Regions from separate parts of the Mus musculus genome. Here all the other regions are linked to region 1. Evidence: chromatin contacts called from public Hi-C and promoter capture Hi-C data. All regions are on one chromosome and are shown on one strand. The core of a region is the stretch at or near the end of the contact, and the rest is flanking DNA. Distances in the headings are between cores, read along the strand shown.

What was found. Promoter capture Hi-C pulls out the DNA fragments that hold promoters and counts their contacts. Hi-C and Micro-C count contacts between places; a contact is called where the count stands out from the background.
Region 2: a contact with region 1 is called in a promoter capture Hi-C map of liver, with 4 times the contacts expected there. The contact joins the promoter of Tor1b here to the promoter of Setx in region 1. A contact is called at or near these places in 2 of 39 promoter capture datasets (liver and pre-B cells).
Region 3: a promoter capture Hi-C map of pre-B cells shows a contact between it and region 1, with 2.6 times the contacts expected there. The contact joins the promoter of 1700001O22Rik here to the promoter of Setx in region 1.
Region 4: a promoter capture Hi-C map of pre-B cells shows a contact between it and region 1, with 2.2 times the contacts expected there. The contact joins the promoter of Dolpp1 here to the promoter of Setx in region 1.
Region 5: a Hi-C map of muscle stem cells shows a contact between it and region 1, with 7 times the contacts expected there. The contact joins the promoter of Miga2 here to the promoter of Setx in region 1. A contact is called at or near these places in 1 of 39 promoter capture datasets (pre-B cells), 1 of 484 Hi-C or Micro-C datasets (muscle stem cells) and 1 of 115 datasets of contacts at active chromatin or transcription factors (astrocytes).
Region 6: a promoter capture Hi-C map of pre-B cells shows a contact between it and region 1, with 3 times the contacts expected there. The contact joins the promoter of Nup188 here to the promoter of Setx in region 1. A contact is called at or near these places in 1 of 39 promoter capture datasets (pre-B cells) and 1 of 115 datasets of contacts at active chromatin or transcription factors (astrocytes).
Region 7: a promoter capture Hi-C map of pre-B cells shows a contact between it and region 1, with 2.4 times the contacts expected there. The contact joins the promoter of 1700084E18Rik here to the promoter of Setx in region 1. A contact is called at or near these places in 1 of 39 promoter capture datasets (pre-B cells), 1 of 484 Hi-C or Micro-C datasets (muscle stem cells) and 1 of 115 datasets of contacts at active chromatin or transcription factors (astrocytes).

The regions. Positions count from the first base shown.
Region 1 is chr2:29,123,651-29,126,448 of GRCm38.p6, forward strand. Setx (senataxin) reads left to right here and starts at 1,342. Exons shown (of 26, transcript NM_198033.2): 1 at 1,342-1,899; 2 at 2,202-2,313.
Region 2 is chr2:30,951,662-30,954,459 of GRCm38.p6, forward strand. It overlaps Tor1b (torsin family 1, member B), which reads left to right and starts at 1,340. Exons shown (of 5, transcript NM_133673.3): 1 at 1,340-1,562; 2 at 2,091-2,356. The coding sequence starts at 1,364.
Region 3 is chr2:30,800,313-30,803,110 of GRCm38.p6, forward strand. It overlaps 1700001O22Rik (RIKEN cDNA 1700001O22 gene), which reads right to left and starts at 1,425. Exons shown (of 7, transcript NM_198000.3): 1 at 828-1,425; 2 at 602-689; 3 at 412-504. The coding sequence starts at 1,245.
Region 4 is chr2:30,390,788-30,393,585 of GRCm38.p6, forward strand. It overlaps Dolpp1 (dolichyl pyrophosphate phosphatase 1), which reads left to right and starts at 1,467. Exons shown (of 8, transcript NM_020329.4): 1 at 1,467-1,725. The coding sequence starts at 1,650.
Region 5 is chr2:30,362,801-30,365,598 of GRCm38.p6, forward strand. It overlaps Miga2 (mitoguardin 2), which reads left to right and starts at 1,433. Exons shown (of 16, transcript NM_001242407.1): 1 at 1,433-1,505.
Region 6 is chr2:30,285,058-30,287,855 of GRCm38.p6, forward strand. It overlaps Nup188 (nucleoporin 188), which reads left to right and starts at 1,359. Exons shown (of 44, transcript NM_198304.3): 1 at 1,359-1,413. The coding sequence starts at 1,382. Dolk (dolichol kinase) reads right to left here and starts at 1,297. Exons shown (of 1, transcript NM_177648.3): 1 at 1-1,297. The coding sequence starts at 974.
Region 7 is chr2:30,236,265-30,239,062 of GRCm38.p6, forward strand. 1700084E18Rik (RIKEN cDNA 1700084E18 gene) reads right to left here and starts at 1,367. Exons shown (of 1, transcript NR_028299.1): 1 at 933-1,367. Lrrc8a (leucine rich repeat containing 8A VRAC subunit A) reads left to right here and starts at 1,505. Exons shown (of 4, transcript NM_177725.4): 1 at 1,505-1,541.

The sequences.
Region 1 (2,798 bases), core at 92-2,591:
TAAGTGTTCCTAACTGCTGAGCTCTCGCTCCAGCGTCAGACTTGTGTTTCTTACACTCAAGAGTAACTTAGCATTTATGTCCTTTCACGAATAAAGCATGGTATATTGCTGAAGTCTGAAATCTGGGTTACGAATTCTGCCAGGATCTGTATCATCAGGGACAAGGAACTGCGGGTAGTTTCTATCATTTCCCCTCATTTCTGAAAATTTCAGTTAGCTATCAAGAGTCTTGTTTAAAAAAAAACTATCATAAATGTGTTACTTTAAAAACCATGCATACATATAGTGCTTCTAGTTTGAAACCACTTTCTGCAACTTTGATTTTGATAGAAACCTTTGACGAAATGAAAAAAAAGGGGGGGGGGAGAAAATAACGGTCAGCTTCAACTGCCGCTTCCTGATTGGCTAAAGCCCCTCTAACGGTCATCTGCTGCCTTATAAACCACACCCCCTTTTCTGGAACGTTCCTTAGAGCTTTACCCTCGTGCTTCAGGCGCTGGCTTCTCATTCTGCGTTAAGGTTCTCCAGGGTAGGAAGGTCTCTGACCCACCTGCCACCTCTAAGAGCCTTGTTCTTTTCTGTGGCGTTGGCAATGGAACCCAGTGTTACAGTGTGACAGGTGAGTGCTCCTGAGTTACTTTCTTGCACACTTTCCTTTAAAAAAAAAAAAAAAAGGAAAAAAAAAAAAAGAAAAAGAAAGAATGTTAACTTTTAATTTTTGGTTAATTTAGGCCTCCAAATCGCTGACCTCCAGGTCTGGAGTTGAAACCTCATCACACCCTTTCCTTTTTAAAAAAAAGAATTATTTTAATTTTAAAATTTTGGTGAATGTAATGTAGGCCTCGAAATCGCTTTCTGTACGAGGCTGGCCTTTGGGCCTGGATGCGCTGGCTTTAAGCCTTCTGAGTACAGGGACCACAGGCTGCCGGGCTTGTAAAGTGATTTGTTTTTTTCCTAAATTCCGTTTTTGAGGAGGAGAGGTTTTGGGCCACCCAACTGTCCTTTGGGAAATCTGACATGACTGTGTTCCATTATCGGAGCCTGTTCTGGGTCGGAAACGGGCAGAGCCCTCGACTTGGGGCGCCCTTGCAGAATCACGCACACATTTTATTGTTTAGGTTTCGGACGGAAACGTGACAGACGTCGCGGACGTTGGGGAGCGGAAGAGCCCAAAGGGAACCAGCAGGTAAGCATCTCCCCGAAGAGGGTCGGGGAAGGGGCGGGGTGAGAAAGGGGGCGGGACGAGGAAAGGGGCGGGGACAGGCTCCTCGGCTAATTTACCGCTCCTTTGGACGGGAGTCCTTGATTGGTCGGACTTACCCCCCTCGTTCCGGAAGTGACGCCACTCAGCGGTCAGGCCGGTTGTTCCCCGCTGCTGCACTTTCCACCTCCCGTCCGCCCCCATGGTCCGCCCCCTTGGTGTACCACAACAAGCCGGCTCTGGCGGGGGCGGGCTGAGGGCGGGGTCCGCTCTCGCGGCAGCGGCGGGTTGGGCGTTGGGCGTCGCCTTGCCCTTCCGTCTGCTGTTCTAGCGGGGGGCATGGAGGTGGGTTAGCGCGCTGCAGCCGGGCCTAGCCGGGGTGAGACGCGCCGCGGACAAGCCGCGAGCGGGCGAACGAGCAGGAGAGGAGAGCGCGTGCGCGGTGAGGGGCGCGCGGCTTACTGCCGTTGGGAACTTGCGCGCGGCCTGCGGGAGCGGGCGCCTGCTGTGACCCTTCTGGAGAGCTGCGTTTGGTGAGAGCGGCGGCTTGCCGCTGCTACCAAGGGCGGGCAGCGCTTGGTGTTTCCTGCAAGCGAGGCCCGCCCCCGGATCTCTGCTGTTCTGGCATCAGCACCGCCGGCCCTGGGCAACGATGTACAGCGAGGACCCTTAGCTTCGGGGCGAGGGAGGCCTCCCGGGTAAGGATCCGACCCTCTGTCCTGGCGTCGCTTCCGCATGGGCACCCGGACGCCCTCCCCGCCGTACCAGGCGTTGCGGTGTGGACAGCCTCCCGTACGCCCACAGCGGATGTGATCAAGTGCCTATTTGGCCCCTGGAGGAGAACAGTCCCTAGGGAAGTTGGGGGGGGGGATCAGTGTTAAGCCGTTCCCCCCAGTAGTGTGTGGATCTAACCTGACCTAGGTAACTCATTAGATGACACAAGGCCCAGGTGAGATGCATAATGTAAGGGACATTTTATCAGTTTTTATTTTAATTTCAGAAATGTTCTTTTTGGGGGCCAAAGTGTGAATCTGTCTGAATGCAGAGCCACATCTCACAGATAAGCCCAGCAATCACAAAGAGCATCACTTCTCTGTAGGACCTTGGTCAAGGTAATTGTCTTATTAAACAATAACTTCTTTTTTAGTTATTTGATAAGTACTAGAGTTAAAAATGTGGCATAGATCCATACCTTGACATGCCCTCTTCTGGTGTGTCTGAAGATAGCTACACTGTACTCATATAAATAAAACAAATCTTTAATTTTTTTTTTAAAATAAGTCTAATGTGTGCAGTAACCTCTGGCAGCATTTTGTTAGGAATTTTTGGAGGTAGGTCAGGTGAGGCAGAGAGATTAGACTTAGTAATTCGGGCAAATGATGAAAGAATAGGAAGACTCAAGAAAGGAGGAGTGCTAGACTCAGATGCAGCAGAGGAGAGGGACAAGGTGATCCTGAGGTTACTGCTCTAGAGATGGAGTTGGTGTCAGCACTCTCAATGGAGCACTTAGTGAAATATTTATTTTTTTAATAATTTACTTTTTATGCATATTGGTGTTTTGCCTGCATGTGTCTGTGTGAGGGTGTCAGATCTCCTG
Region 2 (2,798 bases), core at 90-2,589, 1.8 Mb after region 1:
TAAAAGCCTGTGGCAGCCAGGCGGTGGTGGCGCACACCTTTAATCCCAGCACTTGGGAGGCAGAGGCAGGCGGATTTCTGAGTTCGAGGCCAGCCTGGTCTACAGAGTGAGTTCAAGGACAGCCAGGGCTCCGCAGAGAAACCCTGTCCCAAAAACAAAACAAAACAAAACACCCAAACAAACAAACAAACAAAAAGGAAAAAAGCCTGTGGCTTCAAATTCTATATCAAGTTGATATAATGAAGGCGTGTGGAGGAGTAATCACACATTTCAGACGGGCTGTTTACAAACTCTACTCTTTACATAAACCACACCACTGCTTGTTTTCTGCATGACCAACTTCGTCGGTTTTTGATTAATACCTCTAATCTTCAGCATAGGCAAAGGCTTTCCCTGCCCCACAGTACCTGGACTTTGATGACTCAGTAGTCCTTGTCCCCTTGCTTGCCTCCCCTACAGCCTGTGTGTCCTGAAAGGCAGGACCAACTCTACTCCATGGATGAATTCCCAGCGGGCAACCTGGGGCCCACTGTGTGGTATGCGCATAGACAAATGTCTGTCTCCCTTGTGAATCCCCCACAGGTGTCCCTATGTGCGTTACATCCCTAGTGCTCAGCCCTGTCTCTCTCACAACAAGCACACATTATTGTTGCTATTATTATTATTATTATTTTATTTATTTATGTATTATCTTATATGTATGTGCACGCCTGAGCTTCTGTACAGCACCGTATACGTGGAGGTGCCCACAAAGCTCGGAGGAAAAGTTCTGGAGGTACAGGCAATCATAAGCCACCAGATGTGGATGCTGGGAGCCCAATCTGGGCTTTTGATTTTTATGTGTGCATAATTTTCCAATAATTTTATTATGTTGTGTGTATGATTGTTTTGCTTGCGTGTATGTCTGTGTCCCGTGTGTGTGTGTGCAGTGCTTACAGAGGCCAAAAGAGAGTGGCAGAACCCCTGGAACTGGTTAGAGACCGTCACAAAACAGGAATGTGGGTGCTTGGAAGTGAACCCAGGTCCTCAGGAAGAGCTAGTCAGTGCCCCTAACAACTGATCCATCTCTGCGTTCTCTCCCTCTCTCCGTCTCCTGTGTGTGTGTGTGTGTGTGTGTGTGTGTGTTTGTATAACAAACCAACCAACAAACAAACAGGACCTCTAAAAGATAGGAATGAAATTCCTTTAATGGTCTCTAGAGGGTTTCCTGACACTCACAACGTTGGTGACAATAATCTCCCCGCCCCTTTCCAACAAGGCGGCTTTCTAGCTAAGCGGAAGTGACAGCGCCGTACCGGAAGTTCAGTCCCTGGGACTGAATCCTGCGCTCGGAGCGCAGCCGCACGGTGCTTCCCTGCGTGCGATGAGACGAATCGGAGCGTTTGGGGGCTCCACGGCCCTGTGGGCGCTGCTGGCCGCCCACGTGGCGGGGGCGTTCGAGCCCGTAAGCGTGGGCATCGCCATCGGGGCCGTGTCGGCGCTCACCGGCTACCTGTCCTATACCGATTTCTACTGCCGCTTCACCGAGTGCTGCCATGAGGAACGGCCCCTCAACACGTCGGGTATGTGCCCGCGGGCCGGTCGGGGCGGGCGGGAGGGCACTGGGAGCTTGGCTCCCGCTCCTGCTGGATGCGGCGCCGCGGGAGACACACACGGCCGGGACCTCGCCACACCTTTGCAGGCCTTGCAATGACCACCTGGAGAACTGAACGCAACGGGGCCAGCTGGTGCGCCCCGCCAGGGGGTGCCAGGCGTGGAGCTCCATCCAGAAAGCCCGCCTGTTGCTCTTGCTGTTTGTTTGTTTTTTTTTCGAGCCATCAGGGGTGGCGGGAAAGCTAGCCCGGAGCACAGCCGCCAAATGGTTCTTCCCTGGATGAAAGAATCTGTGTAGCTTGTTTGACATTTAGATGTTAAGGAGAACTGGCACTTAAGGATCTGACTGTAGGTCCTTATGATTCTGGCTCTGATCTGTGAGATCTCTGCATTTTTCATCCCTTCTGGCCCTGCTGGATCAGTCGCTAACTGTGCCTCTGACTCAGGTACTTTTTTAACCTGTGTTTTTCTCTTTGTTCCGGTGCGGGCCTCCGCAGCCCTCAAGCTGGACTTGGAAGAGAAGCTGTTTGGACAGCACCTTGCCACCGAAGTGATTCTCAAGGCATTGACTGGCTTCAGGAACAACAAAAATTCCAAGAAACCATTGACTCTGTCCTTGCACGGCTGGGCTGGCACGGGCAAGAATTTTATCAGCCAGATTGTGGCTGAAAACCTTTATCCAAAAGGCCTGAAGAGTAACTTTGTCCACCTGTTCGTCTCTACTTTGCACTTCCCTCATGAGCAGAAGATAAAGGTGTACCAGGCAAGAAAACCTACCGATTTTTGATCATATGCCTGGGGTACTTTACTCAGTAGCTCTGGCCTCTGCTTTTCTTTCTCTGCCTTGAAGTGCTCCATCTGGCCTCTGCTTTGCTTTCTGCTATTTATTTGACTGAGTTTTACTGTGTAGGTCTGGCAGGCCTGGAACTCACAGAGATCTACCTACCTCTGCCCTCCAAAGGCTGGGATTAAATGCCTAGCCTCTCTTTATTTATACTTTCTGAGACAGTGCCTCATCGTGTAGTCCAGGCTGGCTTTGGTGTTAGGGATCCAGCTTTCTGAGGGCTGAGATCAACAGGCATCTATCAATTTGCCCAGTTTATGGCATGTGGGAGAGAGGGTGGTTTTAGACAGGGTCTAATGTAGCCCAGGTTGGCTTCAAACTCACTATAAATAGCAGAGGCTGGCTTTGAACTTCTGATCCT
Region 3 (2,798 bases), core at 175-2,674, 1.7 Mb after region 1:
CAGAGGGGATTTCTGAATAAACAAAAGACTGGCTGTCTGGCAGTCCAGCAGTTTGGGGGCAGTTATGAGTTCATGGCCAGTTAGATGCTTCGATGGCTAGGTGGATGGAGATTCACAATAGCTTATAGAAGACCTGGTTTGTGAGTAAGGGGTTAGGTGCGTGAAAGGATGGATAGGTGAGTGGATCGATAGATACACGGTAAATCCATTACTAAATGTCTGGAAACAAGGGAGCGAACGAATGCCTTCCTGTTCCCATTCCCAGAACTCATGGCTTGGGGAAATGATAGAAGTGATTGTTAGGCAAGCCTATGACCTCCTTTCCATCCCCCAAGCCCACGTGATGGTGGGAGGAGAGAGTCAACGCTACAAAATTATAGCACGTGTGTACTCACAACAGCTACTACTCACGGATGGGCCTTTTTGGCTCTGGCAAGTTCACCTCTTGGGAGCCCCAGGGTAGTCTTCTCTTTAAAATTGTTGTCCCAGTGCAATGGTTTGTCCCTCAAAGAGAAAGAAGTCACAGCTGATGTGAGCAGAGGCCCACCTTGGTAGCACTCAAGGCAACCCCTCCTTCATCAAGAGGGTCCCCTCCGCTTACCACAGGTCTGGGAGGAATAAGCAGCTGGAAGACCGAGAAGCTAGGCAGTGATTTGATGTACTCCTAGGGTTATGTGGCGCTGAGGGTGCTGGGTGGGGACAACAGGAGGAGGAAGGAAAGGAGAAGGGGGAGGAGGAGAGCCCGTTGAGATGGAGACAGTCCTCGCTTGGGAACCCCAGACTCCGCGCACACACACCCACTCCCCACCCCATCCCCCCGGCCTCACGGTCCGCCTCTGGGTCTGCGCTCTCGGCGCTCAGGTGGTGCAGGAAGTGGCGGAACTTGTTGGGCAGCAGCTTCCCCAGCAGCGTGCCCAGGGAGTCAGGGTTGTCGCGGGCTGCAGGCTGCCGGTTCCCCCGAGTTCCCGCCTCCCGGGCCGAGCTGCTCGGCTGCAGCGACGGCAGTAGCAGTGCGCGCGCGGTCCCACGGTCTCGCCGAGCGTTCGGGGACTCGGGGGACCCGCAAGGCAGGCGCTGGGACTTGCGGTCCCGCCGCCACGCGCCGTCTACATCTCGCCCCACACGGCCTTCGAGCATTGGCAGCAGCATCGGCAGCCGCTTAACAGGGCGGCGCTGGGTGGTCCCGTCGGGATATCCCTTGGGCTTGTAGGCCGGGGTCCCCTCCATGGACTGGCGCCGGAACATCCTGAGTCAGAGCTCGGCTCAGGACACCTTCGCGCCCGGGGGACGCGCAGGGGCGAGCGGGGCCGCAGGAAGGTCGTATTCCAGCCCGCAGTCCATAGCGCCGGGAAGGGGCAGCAGAAGCCGACTCCGGCAGGACCCTAGCCTGCTGTGTCCCGGCGCAAAGGCGGTGAGGGCGGGAACGCCAGCCCTTTGGGGCGGCTGTGACGTTGACATGAGCTAGAGCACGCGGAGCGCCTGGCACAGTGCAGAGCTCTCTGCACCTGCTGGCCTAAGACCGCCTTTCCTATCACTTAGCACACTTGGGAGAGGGTTTGTCTAGAATGTGCAAGAAACTGAGCGTGGCGGCCCATGCCTGTGATTTCAGCACTTGGGAGGCAGTTGCATAGGCTAGAGAAACAGATCAGCGAGAGGACCGGACTTAGATTCCCATACCGTATATACAGAACAACTCACAGCCTCCAGTGCCAAAGTTATCCGCCACTCTTCTAGCCTCAAGGTCACCAGGCACGCACAAAATGCACTGCCATGGAGGCAAAACACTCATACTCATATTTTTTTTTTTTAAATTAAGGCTATTGTCAGGAAGTGGTGGCACATGCTTTTAATCCCAGCACTCAGGAGGCTGAAGCTGGTGGATCTCAGAGTTCGAGGCCAGCCTGGTCTACAAAGTGAGTTTCAGGACTAAACAGAGAAACCTTGTCTTGAAAAACAAAACAAAACAAAAAACCTCAAGGCTATTAAGTGTGGTAGTGCACAGCTTTAGCTCTAGCACTTGGGAGGCAGAGGCAGGCATCTCTCTCAGTTTGTGGCTACCCTGGTCTACATATGAATTCCAGGCCAGCCAGAGCTACATAGTAAGAACCTGTCTCAAACACAGGGCAATGGTGGCACACACCTTTAACCCCAGCACTTGGGAGGCAGAGGTAGGCGGATTTCTGAGTTCAAGGCCAGCCTGGTCTACAGAGTGAGTTCCAGGACAGCCAGGGTTACACAGAGAAACCCTGCCTCAAAAACAAAACAAAACAAAAACCAAAACAAGAGAGAGAGAGAGAGAGAGAGAGAGAGAGAGAGAACCTGTCTCAAAATAAACAATTCAAGGTTGTGCTTGGCTATATACCAACTTCAAGGTCAGCGTGGGCTAAATGAAATCCTGTCTAAAAAATATGATTTAGAACAGTGTTTCTCAACCTGTGGGTTGTGACCCTTGTGAGGGTCACAACGGCCTTTTCACAGGGGTCACCTAAGACCATCAGAAAACACAGATATTTACATTACAATTCACAACAGTAGCAACATTACAGTTACAGTTAGAGGTTGCAATGGAAATAGTTATATATTTGGGGTCAACACAGCATGAGGGAGCGTGCATAGGGAGGCTGAGAACCACTGACTTAGCGTTTTGTTTCTGCTCCAATCCTTAATAGTCTTGAGATCTGGGCAACCAGAGAGCTTTCCCCTAAAGACTAGGACAAAGCCTGCATCTGACTCTTTGTTCAATTAATTCCTTTTGGGGAAGTCTCCCTACAAGGCACAATCCATCATTCCCCTGCCTC
Region 4 (2,798 bases), core at 217-2,716, 1.3 Mb after region 1:
TTTCTGGGACTCTGAAGAAGGGCAAGGCAGCCTGACCTTCCATGGGTGCCCTCTCTCTCAGAGAACTATTCTAGGAAGCTCATGACCACGTCTCACACCTCTTTCTTTCAAAGGCTAATAATGACTTTGCCTGAGAGAGAGAGCTAAGGGCAGGTGACTAGGAGGTGGGCCCAGCTGGATAAGTTCAGGCTGGGTAGGGAGACGGAAGACAAGCTGAACACCACTGGGGGATTCTGAGTCCCCAGCCTACTTAGAGTAACCTACAATTCTGGCTTCCACGGGCTGCCAGACTAAGCCACTGTAGCTAGTGACCTCAGAACATAGAATATGGAGGGCCAAGGCTCCAACCTAGACCTACTGGGTACCCCCAGGTCTAAGGCAGACCCGGAACCTGCTTTTATTTTTATTTTTTTACTGTACATGCTCTGGGCCTTAGTCAGAGGTCAGAGAACCGTTGCATACTGGCAGAGGCAGACAAGGAAATAATTACAGTCAAGTGTAGCCAGAGATGAGGTAGGCAAAGGAGGTGCAATTGTGGGAGACCACTGGAACTCCCCCACCCCCTTTCTGAGGTAGCCCAGACTGGCTTCCAACTCACAGAGATCCCCCTGCTTCTGTGGAGGCCCTTCTCTTAATTTTCAGAACCTGAAGCTATGAACTGACAAGTCAGCCTGGGCCAGGCAAATGGGGCAGGAGTGTGTGTGCCCATTCCTTGCAGAGAAATTTGAGGAATTGGAATCTGGCCTAGACAGTAAGTAGGTCTGTCTGGAGAGAGTTGGTTCAGAAAGGGGACGTGGGTGGGAGGTGTGGCTGTTTCTTCAAGAATGTTTCTTCAAGAATGGGGAAACAGAGAAGGGTAGATGGAACATCTGGATTATACTGAAAATGGTCCCAAGTGGCCTCACTACGCTACGGCGTAATTGAAACGTATAGCATCCCATCTAAGATATCTACAATATGTGCTACATCCCAGAAGTGAGGACCAATAATTTTTTTTTAACAGAAAAGTTCCTTTGCGGAACTGCACCTCTTGTCTGTCAGTAAAGGGCAATAAAAAACTGCACTAGGTCTTTGACTTCAGTTTACATTTATGGACAGGAAGCCAGAACCTGGAGGACGAGGCAGAATGATGCTGGGGCAAGCCTAGCCTTCATAGTGAGGAACACATTTTTGTTTTCCAAATGGGTCGGTTGAGACCCGGTGGTGCTGAGGCTGCTCCTCCACTGCGCTCTGGGTTCTCAGGAGCTTTAACTCTGGGCGCAGGTGCCAGCCTAACCAAAGCTCCCACCAAAGTACAACACGCCCCCCGAGATAGCGCCTGATTGGCTCGCCCTTCCCACACGCCGAGCTAAGCTTACCTTTTGATTGGCTGTTCTGCGCTCTGTCCTGCGCTGCGAGTGCTCCATTCTCTTGATTGGTTAGTCAACTACCTGAACTCGCACGGGATTGGACACTGGCAAAGCTGCGCGAGTCCCCGCTCTCTGATTCGCCGCACGGGCCAGCCTCACGACCTGCACACTGAATGGCTGCGCCACTACCTGCAATCGGCCTCGGATTGGGTGCGTGGCGTCTCCCCGGCGTGATAGGTCAGGACCACCGCCCCCCTTGCTCCCCATTGGCTGCTCTGCGAAGCCCGGTCTCCGGGTAAGATGGCAGCGGACGGACAGTGCTCGCTCCCCGCTTCATGGCGGCCAGTGACCCTCACCCACGTCGAATACCCTGCAGGTAAGAGCCTGCCCCGGCTCCGAGGACGTTCTCCTCGAGCTGCCGCCACAGCCCCGGGCGTTCCGGGCCGCGCGGACCGCCTTCGGGGCGCCTTGGAACCGCGGTGGGAACTGTCAAACAGCGAGCCTTGGAGGGGCTCGGCCGGCGCGCGCGCCGCGCAGGCGCAGTGAGGCGGCGATGAGCAGGGAGAAATTGCGAGCGGCTCGCTCGTGTGCTCTGCGGCTGCGCGGCCGAGTCGCTCTCCGGGGTCCCGGGGTGCTGGTGGGCTGTCCTGGGCCGGGGGAGGGTCTGGATAGGGCGGGCGAGGATCTGGGCCTGGACTTTGTCCCTTGTGCCCCGCCCTCCCCCGAGCCAGAGAGGCCGCACTCCTGCTCGGCTGTGCAGGGAGTGACAGTTTCCTTCACTACGCTGCGGGCTGCTCACTGGAGAAAGCTCCCAGTTGCAGGGAGTGTGCAAACCCAGGCCAGGTTTGGGAGAATTTGCGGCGCCACGCCCTGAGCAGCGCGGCAGAGGCCAGCCGCCAAGGGGGCATGCAGCCCCTGGGAGCCTGACTTGTAAGAGCTTCCATCTGACACGCCTCTGGGAGTGCCCGCCTCTCTGGTGGGAAGGTCCATTAGCCATGGTTCTGAAGTTCCGGCTCGGCTCCATAGAGTGGAGCGGAGCGGAGCTTAGGCCTTGGGGTGAGACGTTTCCGGGCTCCAGGGTAGGCACCACCCCTCCAGTCACTTCATCTTAAGTGGCTCCAAGTACAGTGTCTCCTTTCTGTAATGGTGTGTGACTCAAATGACCACAGGCCTAAGAGGTGCTGGGCACAGAGCCTGGCCCACAGTGGACACCCAGTAAATACCTGTAGTTTATCTCTCTAGCTTGCCAGCACCCTCCCTGGATAAATGTTTGTTGCTGAGCAGCCGGGGCCCCCTTGCTGGCCTCTGGTTGTCCAGGAAGGGCCTGTCCTCTTGGGTAGAGGGCCTGAGAACTTGGGTCTGCTGAGAACACAGGGCCACAGGCCAGGAGAACTTTGCCTCTGGGTGTTCTGGGTTATACTTAAGGTGTGGCAGTCCAGGGATGGGCCC
Region 5 (2,798 bases), core at 183-2,682, 1.2 Mb after region 1:
TCCTCTTTACTCTGTACTTACCAGGATCTGTCTGTAGCTGGCCATAGTGACCATTCAGACAGCATCCAGCTCTGTCCTGTTAAAGCCATTTATAATTGCATGTCTTTATTCAGTAACTCACACTGGCTGAAAAGGATCAGTAACTGGAGGCTGGAGAGATGGCTCAATTGGTAAGCCCAGTGTATTGTTCTTGCAGAGAACTAGGGTTCAATTCCCAGCACCCACAGAATTCCTCTCAGTTGTAACTCCAGTTCCAGGCGATCAGAGGTCGCCCTCTTCTGGCCTATATAGGCACTACTTGCACCTTTTACCAAAAAAGTTCACTTTGGCCTTTATTTTTTTCCCCTGATATTCAAATAATAATTATTTACTAATTTAGAATTTGGATGTAGCTGGGCAGAGTTTCACATGCTTGTATATAATTCCAACACTTCGCCGGGCAGTGGTGGTGCACGCCTTTAATCCCAGCTCTTGGGAGGCAGAGGCAGGCAGATTTCTGAGTTCGAGGCCAGTCTGGTCAACAAAGTGAGTTCCAGGACAGCCAGGGCTACACAGAGAAACCCTGTCTCGAAAAAGAAAGAAAGAAAGAGAGAGAGAGAGAGAGAGAGAGAGAGAGAGAGAAACCCAAAAAACCAAACCAACCAACCAAACAAACAAAAAAAACCCCAATAATTCCAGCACTTCAGGCGATTGGAGGCAGGAGGATCAAGAATTCAAGATCAGCGGGCAGTGCGGTGGTGACACCTGGCTTTAATCCCAACAGAGGGCAGGAGTTCCAGGACAGCCTGGGCTACACAAAAAAAAAATCGCCTCAGAAAATAACAAAACAAAACAAAAAAAACCAAAAACCAACCCAACCAACCAAAACCCCAAACCAAACCAAACTAAAAAACAAACATACAAAACCTGCTAGTCTCCAAAGCATAGATCCTTTAGGAACCCTGTCTCAAAAAAAAAAAAAAAAAAAAAAAAAAAAAAAAAAAATCCAAAACCAAGAAACCAAACCAAACCATGCATAAATAAGGGTTGTAGATGTGCGTGTGCGTGCATGCGTGTGTGCCTGTTGGTGTGAGAGTATGTGTAGCGCAGGAGTTTGGTAATCAGGTGTGACATCCCAGTGACAACAACGCTGAGGACCAGCGTGTGGCAGAGACTCTCTAAGCAGCTGCTTCCCAGAAAGCCCCAGGTGTCCACTAACTCCACCGCCTTTTTAGTGTCCGTGTGTCTGTCTAATCCTAGTGACCAATCGGAGGAGAGAAGAGGACATTCCACACTGCAACCACACTTAGGGGGCGGTGCGAAAAGCGAGGGAGGCGGAGTCTGCGTGATCACGTAGCTCACCCCATTGGCCAAGGGCCTCGCCGATGCGGAGCGATATGGAGACGCTCATTGGTCAGAGCTGTGTTGGCCGGCCCGAGGCCACGCCTTCCCCATCCAGCGGCGTGGTTTGGTTGTATTGCCGCCTGGAAAGGAGACGCTGCCCTTCCCCAGCGATGGGATCCCTGGTGAGTGACGGCCACTGCGCGGGCGACCAGATCAGCAGGGCTAGAAGCGAGGCTTGCGGAGCATGGAACCCGGCCCACGCCGGGGTCTGCGATCCAGCCAGCCCGCGAAGGTGTCCAAGGTGGGATGAGTGGATCCCCTGGACCAGGCGGCTCGAGAGGATGCGTGGCTCCGTGGGTGGAACGAGAAAGGAGCTGGGTCAGAGAGGAGACTCCCGGGCCTGGAACGCTGCGAGCATCTAAAAGTATGGTCGCGGGCACCTCCCCCCCCAGGTGTGCCGGCTGTGGGCAGCGCTGTATGTGGACAGCGGTCAAGGATGTCCTAGGGAGGTCGGGGCCAAAGCAGGAAGGTCCCTGCCCAGGCTCCGCAAGGAGCAGATACTGAAGCTTGGAATATTGTTGATGTTCACTGTGGGGTTGCCCAATGCCCGGCTGCGTGGGATCCCACAGAGATGTGCAGGGGTGGGACAAACAGGACATGAGGCAGAGTGAGCTGTAGTACTGCCTGGTTCTGATAACACAGCCAGGTCAAAGTGGGACGAGAGAATGCTCAGGCCAATTAGTAGGGTTGGCTTGCACAAAAGAGGAGGGCCTGGATTGGAAAGCCGGGATATCAGGCCTAAGGTGCCAGGGTGGAGGAGCAGATAACCTACCTGCTCAAGAATGTGGAGCAGGATTGGTGGCCAGCATTAGAATAGAGAGACAGGTAGGATATGATGATGAGCTTGGACCCTTCCTTCCTCTTGGGCACAGACAAGGCTAACTGGACTCACCTGCAAACAGATGCCAGGCCTCCCCTTCCCTCTCTCCTCCTGCCTGGATCCTAGAATAGGCTCACCTCTAATACCAGGTGGCCTTCCCAGACGTTCAAGGCCCTCAGGTTTGATACAAGCAAGCAGCAGGCAATGGCTAGGGTGCTCGGCCCAGCCTCGGTCCTCATCTCTCAAAGCCTCAGTATTCCTATCCTTGCGTGCTCTGAGAAGGACTCCACTGAGGCCTCACAGAGAGCTAGTGCGCTGGCTTGTTGAAATGCTCTGAGAAGTATATCTCCTGCTATTTGATGTCCTTGTCTCTCACTCAGTGCCCTGCCAGGCTGGAGGCACATCATAGCCCACTTAACCTCTAGGCAAAAATGTACCCTGCCCTTGACAGTGTGGCAATTTCTTTAGCCCTTGAACCTCACTCTGCCTGCCAGCCCTCTTGCCCTCTCCCCTCCCCCCACAGCCCTAGGGCCAGCCTGATAGGGCTGTATGCCTTCCCCCACTCACCAAGGATAATCTGTTCCTTGTTCATGTC
Region 6 (2,798 bases), core at 109-2,608, 1.2 Mb after region 1:
TTCTTGGACTCAGAAGACGACCGCTTAGCATTCTGGTACAGCACCACCAGGCAGGCCACAGAGGCCAGCAAAGACCAATAGGCAAGGAGGTAGATGCGAGTTTCAGTGTAGAAGAGGAACTGAAGAAGCCAAAGCAGGGGGTTCCTACGAATGAGCCAGTGCAGCCAGGGCAGAACCACACCAAGGCCCAGCACACAGGTCATGAGGTGGAAGAAGATGGAAGAGGCCCAGGTGCCTGAATCCATGAAGACAAAGAGGGTGCTGAAAAAGACACCCATGAGCACCATCCCTACCACCACCACCAACAGGAAGAAGTCCACTGGGTCCCCCTGGCTTTCAGTCAGAGAGCGCTTGATGAGTTGGTTAAGGACGAAGCTAATGCCACCCAATACCAGCAGTGCCTCCCCAGGAGTGAAGCATCGGGGCAGCAGGTACAGCAGGATCATGTTGAGATAAACAAATATTAGCAGGACTTCCAGGACCTCGATCACCTCGCCTACACTGAGCGAGTGCCTCATAATATAAATGATAACGCCTCCAGCCAAACCAGAGATGGCACAAGTATTGGTGGGCACCGGGCGAGTAATGCCCAGTGCCAACACGGAGGAGAAGAGGGCCACTGCCATGCCAGTAGCTGCAACCACAATGCCGAAGCGCTCGAAGTATGGGTTCCCTGCAGTCTGGCAGCGCTCCTTCATGACTAGCCCAAGCAAAGGCATGACCATGGAGGCCGGCAGTAAGCCGCTGTTCGCGGACATCCGGAACTGGAAAACGGCATTGCCCTGCTGGAGCAGCCGGTCCCACTTGTACTGGACGTAGAAGGCCTGCACCGCGAGGGCCACCGCGCACCAGGAGTATCGGTCCCACACTGCAGCGTGGATGCTCAACACCACGGCGAACACCACTGCAGCCTCCGCCAGCACCGACCCGCTCAGCGCAGCCCCAGACTCCTGGGGAGGGCACTGTCGGGTCATGTCTCTAGGTCTGGCGCTCTTGGGAGAAGAAGTTTGGTGACTAGGGACGCCTTGGCCTCTGGGGCCCTCAACCCGCCAAGCAGAGGGGCAGCAATTTCACCCAGCCAGCAACCTTCTCCAGCTTCCAAAAGGGTGTTCCACCACGGGCCACTCTGAGGCCTGGGAGCCGGCGCCCAGTCACCCGCCTCCGCTGTCAACCTACGGTGTAGCAGATGTTTGCCCTCTTCACCGCTCACAGTCTCCACCGCCTCCACCGCGGACTCCCCTCGCACCAGGGCAGCGCCATCTTGACAGCCCCATCTTGACCACGCCCACCATCACGTGGCGGAAGCCCACGCCCCCAGGCTGGAGGATCCCAGTCACGTGGGTACGGCGCATGGGGGCGGGGCTGGGCCGCGCGCGCGAAGATGGCGGCTGCCGCTGGTGGGCCGTGTGTGAGGTGCGGAGTGGGGCGCGGCAGGGGGTGGCCGTGAAGCGCGGGCTGGGAGCTGGGCGGGAGTTGGGACCGGGGCTCAGCCGCAGTGGCAGAGACGAGCCCCGGCTGGGTGGACGGACACTTGCCGGGGAGGCGGTTAGGTCCAAACCGTTCCCGCTCGCGGGGCTGAGGACACTTTTGGAGCGGGCCTGCCGCTCTCCCTTCTCTCTCCGTGGTCCCTGAGCCTCCGGTAGTCCCCATACACCCACGCTTGCTCCACCACGTTGCCTGTAGGCACTGCGGGACATTTCGGGGTCGCCTGGAAGACCCACCCCACTGCGATCCCTTCCTTGCTGTCCCTGCGCCCTGCTCCCCCTCGGGTGTGCCTTGCCCACGCCGCGATTTCTTCCCGCGGGCATCCTTAGTTCCCGCCTTCTTTTATTTTTGGCTAATGCCGATATTGATGCAATCAGCAGGCATGCCTTCATCTTCCATGCGATTCCGGGTTTTGTGCCAGGCTTCGGACACAAGATGAATTACCCCGAAACAAATATACAGTTCTCACTTAAAAGAGTGCTTTTGTTTGTTTGTTTGTTTGTTTGTTTCTTTTTTGAGGTAAGGTCTCTTGCCTCTCGGGCAGGCCTTGAACTCCTTGTTGTCTTGCCTTTGCCTTCTTGGTGCGGAAATTACAGACATGAATTTCGAGCCCTGCTTGCCTTTAAAGAGCGCTTACTAGCGCCAGACCCTGGGAAAGTGCCGTGCAGGCCTTACCTCATTCATTTCTCACGACTAGGAGAGGCGCCTCCTGTTCCACAGGACTCAGAAGTCCAGTTCATACATAGGCAGTCCCCCCTTGTCAGCCCTCGAGATAATCCCCGTGAGCCTTCAGATGGAAGGCTCTAAAGCCTTAACCAGACCTCTGTATGTATCCACATTATAGATCAGAAAGGGTCTTCACTGCCCTTCCTCCCCTTAAATGTAAACATTCCCTGTCAGTCACCTGGAATTGACTCTGCCAGTTTTATTTGGTCTTGTTTCCTGTGGAAACCTGAAACGCCCAGACAGACATGTAATTATCACACACATTGCTGATCTTTCTCTCCATTAGCCTCTTCACCTTCCAGGGGTAACATTTTCTTTGGAGTTTCCTGTGGATAAAGTGTGGTCCTTGCAAGGGCCGGTTTGTTTCATGCCAGACCTTGTATCCACAGCTATGGATAAATACTTGTATGAAAACTGTAAAAAAATGAATTTTTTCAAAAGGAAAGGAAAGTTTTGGCTTGCCAGCAGGCTTTGAGCTTTCTGTGGAACTTAGCAAACCCATCGTTGAGGGAGGACTTTAACTGACTCTAGGGTTTTCATTTTACTTTTGTTTTGAGGTCCTAGGGGTCAAACCCAGGGCCTCAGGA
Region 7 (2,798 bases), core at 117-2,616, 1.1 Mb after region 1:
ACTAGCAGGGTATATCTTTCCCAGGGCAAAATGCTTTTTGGCAACAGAAAAAAAAAGCATTATCTTTGAAGTTGAAATTATTATTATTTTTAAAGTTTGAAACTAAATATACCTTAGTATGTGGATAAATATACTTATATCCCCCTTTCTCTTTATATAAATTTAAGGTTAAGGGGCTGGGCTGGAGAGATGGCTCAGCAGCTAAGAGCACTGACTGCTCTTCCAGAGGTCCTGTCACTGTAAAAGGGGGCGGAGATCATTCAGTGAGGGAAGGGTCATCTGTACAGCCTGTGTATATTAGTCAGCTGGTGCACACACCACTGATACCCAACTCCACAAAAACTCATTGCTGTGCTCCCTGCCTTTCTTCTTTCACGTAAGCTACTGGAACTCGTCCCATACTGGAGTACATGAAACACTTTGTTTTAATAGCTGAACAATTTCCCAACCTAAGGATTACTACAGTTAGCCTGGGAATTATGAGGACCCGGGAAGATTAACACACACACACAGCTAGCGTCTGGAGGCTTGGTTCTGAAGATGTGGTTTTATCCTCAGCTCAGCTCAAAATTCGCTGCTAACGTTAGGCTGGAGGTTTCCCGATAGAGAATTCCCCTCACACCCTCTGCCAATCCTCTATCTCCAGCCAGAAGCCGGGGAACCGGACAAAGAGATCCCCACCAGAAGCCCTTGCTTACAAAAGTCGGAGCAAAATACTGGATAAAGCAGATACTTAGTTTCAAAGTGACCACTGGACTCAGGACACACCTACCAGATTCCTAAACTCCAATACCTTCTCAAGCACGGCACTACCTCTCTCCCCTCTTCTACAAAAAGTTCCTAACCCAGTCCAGTCCAACGACTTCAAAGATCTCCTAGTGTGAGACAGTGAACTCGCCGGGGCGCGACTAATCGCCCAAGAAACCTTTAAATTTAGTTCAACTGTGTTTATTGCAGCGGCGGCGGAGAAGCCATTCAGTTAACTCGGAATTATGCGGCTTTTCAGGGACAACCGTCGCAAGCCGGACGTGTCGAGGCGCGCGTCAGCATCAGCAGGGCAGTTACATTTGCGGGCACCTGAAGAGTTTGGGCAGCGAGTCAGCTAACGAGCAGCACTAAAGGTATGAGGACGCTGGCCCAATGGCGATCGGAACCCGAACAAAGGAGGTGAGCGGATACTTGCGTCAGCTTGGGTCACTTGGCCGCTCTGGCCAGAGTAACGCATCCCTTAAGTTGCAGGGATCCCTGTCCCTTTAAGGGGGCTTAGTTCTGTCCCGTTACTTCCGCCCCGAAGTGGCTTGGCGCAGGCACGTGGACGGGAGTAGGGTGAAGCCGCCTCAAGCTTTCCCCTTAACAGACATGGCGACGGCCGGGATGCCGCGGGTGCGTCCGGCCGTGACGTCACTTCCGGGGCGGGGGAGGCAGAGTGGTGCAGTGAGGGACAAACAAAAGGAGGCGCTGGAGGAGCGCGGCGGCGGGCGGCCGGACTGGGAGGTGGAGGGCCCGGGCTGCCTGCGGGCGGCTGCGAGCGGAGAGCCCAGGTGAGCGGGTCGGGTGGGGGATGAGACGCGCGCTGTCACCGCACGGGACGCTCTCCTCGGACGCGCGCTCCGCCCCTTCAAGTTCTGCGGGGCTCTCGCTGCCCAGGGGCGCCGGCCACCCTGGCCCCGCGCTGGGCTTCGCTCCGCCCTGCCTCCCGCGGGCGCCGGCTCCGGTCTCCACCCTCCAGGCCGTGCGGCGGCGCGCGAGCCCCCTCCCGGGCACCCTGTTCTCCGCGCGCCTCTCACCCGAGTTTCCGCCGCGGTCCTCAGGCCGCACTTGCCGCGCTGGTCCCCGCAGATCCGCGCCCCTTGGCGCACGCGCCCCCTTCCCAGAGGTTCCACCCGGGGTTCTCTTGACAGCTCCCCCACCAGCTCTTACAGTTCTTGGCCGTGGGCTTCCCGGCGCCGGCTTCTCTTTAGACCACTCCCTCTTCCTGATCTCCCGGACTGTCCCCTGCTATGGGGAAGGGAGCACAGGCTTTTGGGACCTCAGACTGGGGCTCCCTGAACGACCGACTCCTGATATGAGAGTCTGTTTCGTTCTGTCCCTGTTTTGTGCATCTCTTGGGCAGGAGTGACAAGTACAGGAGGTTGTTGGTGAGCTGGAGGTCAGCAAAGGCGACCCCAAGCTGAAGGAACAGCAGAGTTCGGGATGACAGTGGCAGGGGGTGGGGGCTTGTTTTTTGAGATAGGGTCTCAACTATGTAGCCTTGACTGTCCTCAAACTCTCTCTGTAAACCAGGCTGGCTGGCCTCGAGCTCACGGAGATTCACCTGTCTGGTTCCTGAGTGCTGGGTAGAGACGTGGGCCTCTAACCTCTGTTTGAGACCAGGGTTCTTGAACCTGCCATGCACTGGACTGGAGTGAGTCAAGATGGGCTGGTTCTGCTTGATACAGTTGTTGTCTTGTTTTGAAAGAACACATTGAGTGAGCATTAGCTTTTTCTTGATGGGAACTGGGCTGACATAGTGGTAGTTCTAGGACAGCCACTCTTGTACAACCTCCTCTAACGCTGCCCTAGCTAGGACAGGGACAGCTTTAAGGATGAGGTGTGGAGGGGAGAGAGTCTTTGTGAGGATGGGGACACTTGTCTGCTGAATTTTGGAGACAGAAATGAGTAGCCAGAGGCTACAAAGTCTTTTCCTGCCTTGCAAGTGTGTCAGTGGTCTCTTTAACTCTGCCATCTGTGTTATGTCCTCTGAAGTAGAGAAAATGGCCAGTGCAGGAAGAATAAGTTGACCATTGAGGGTAGGAGAG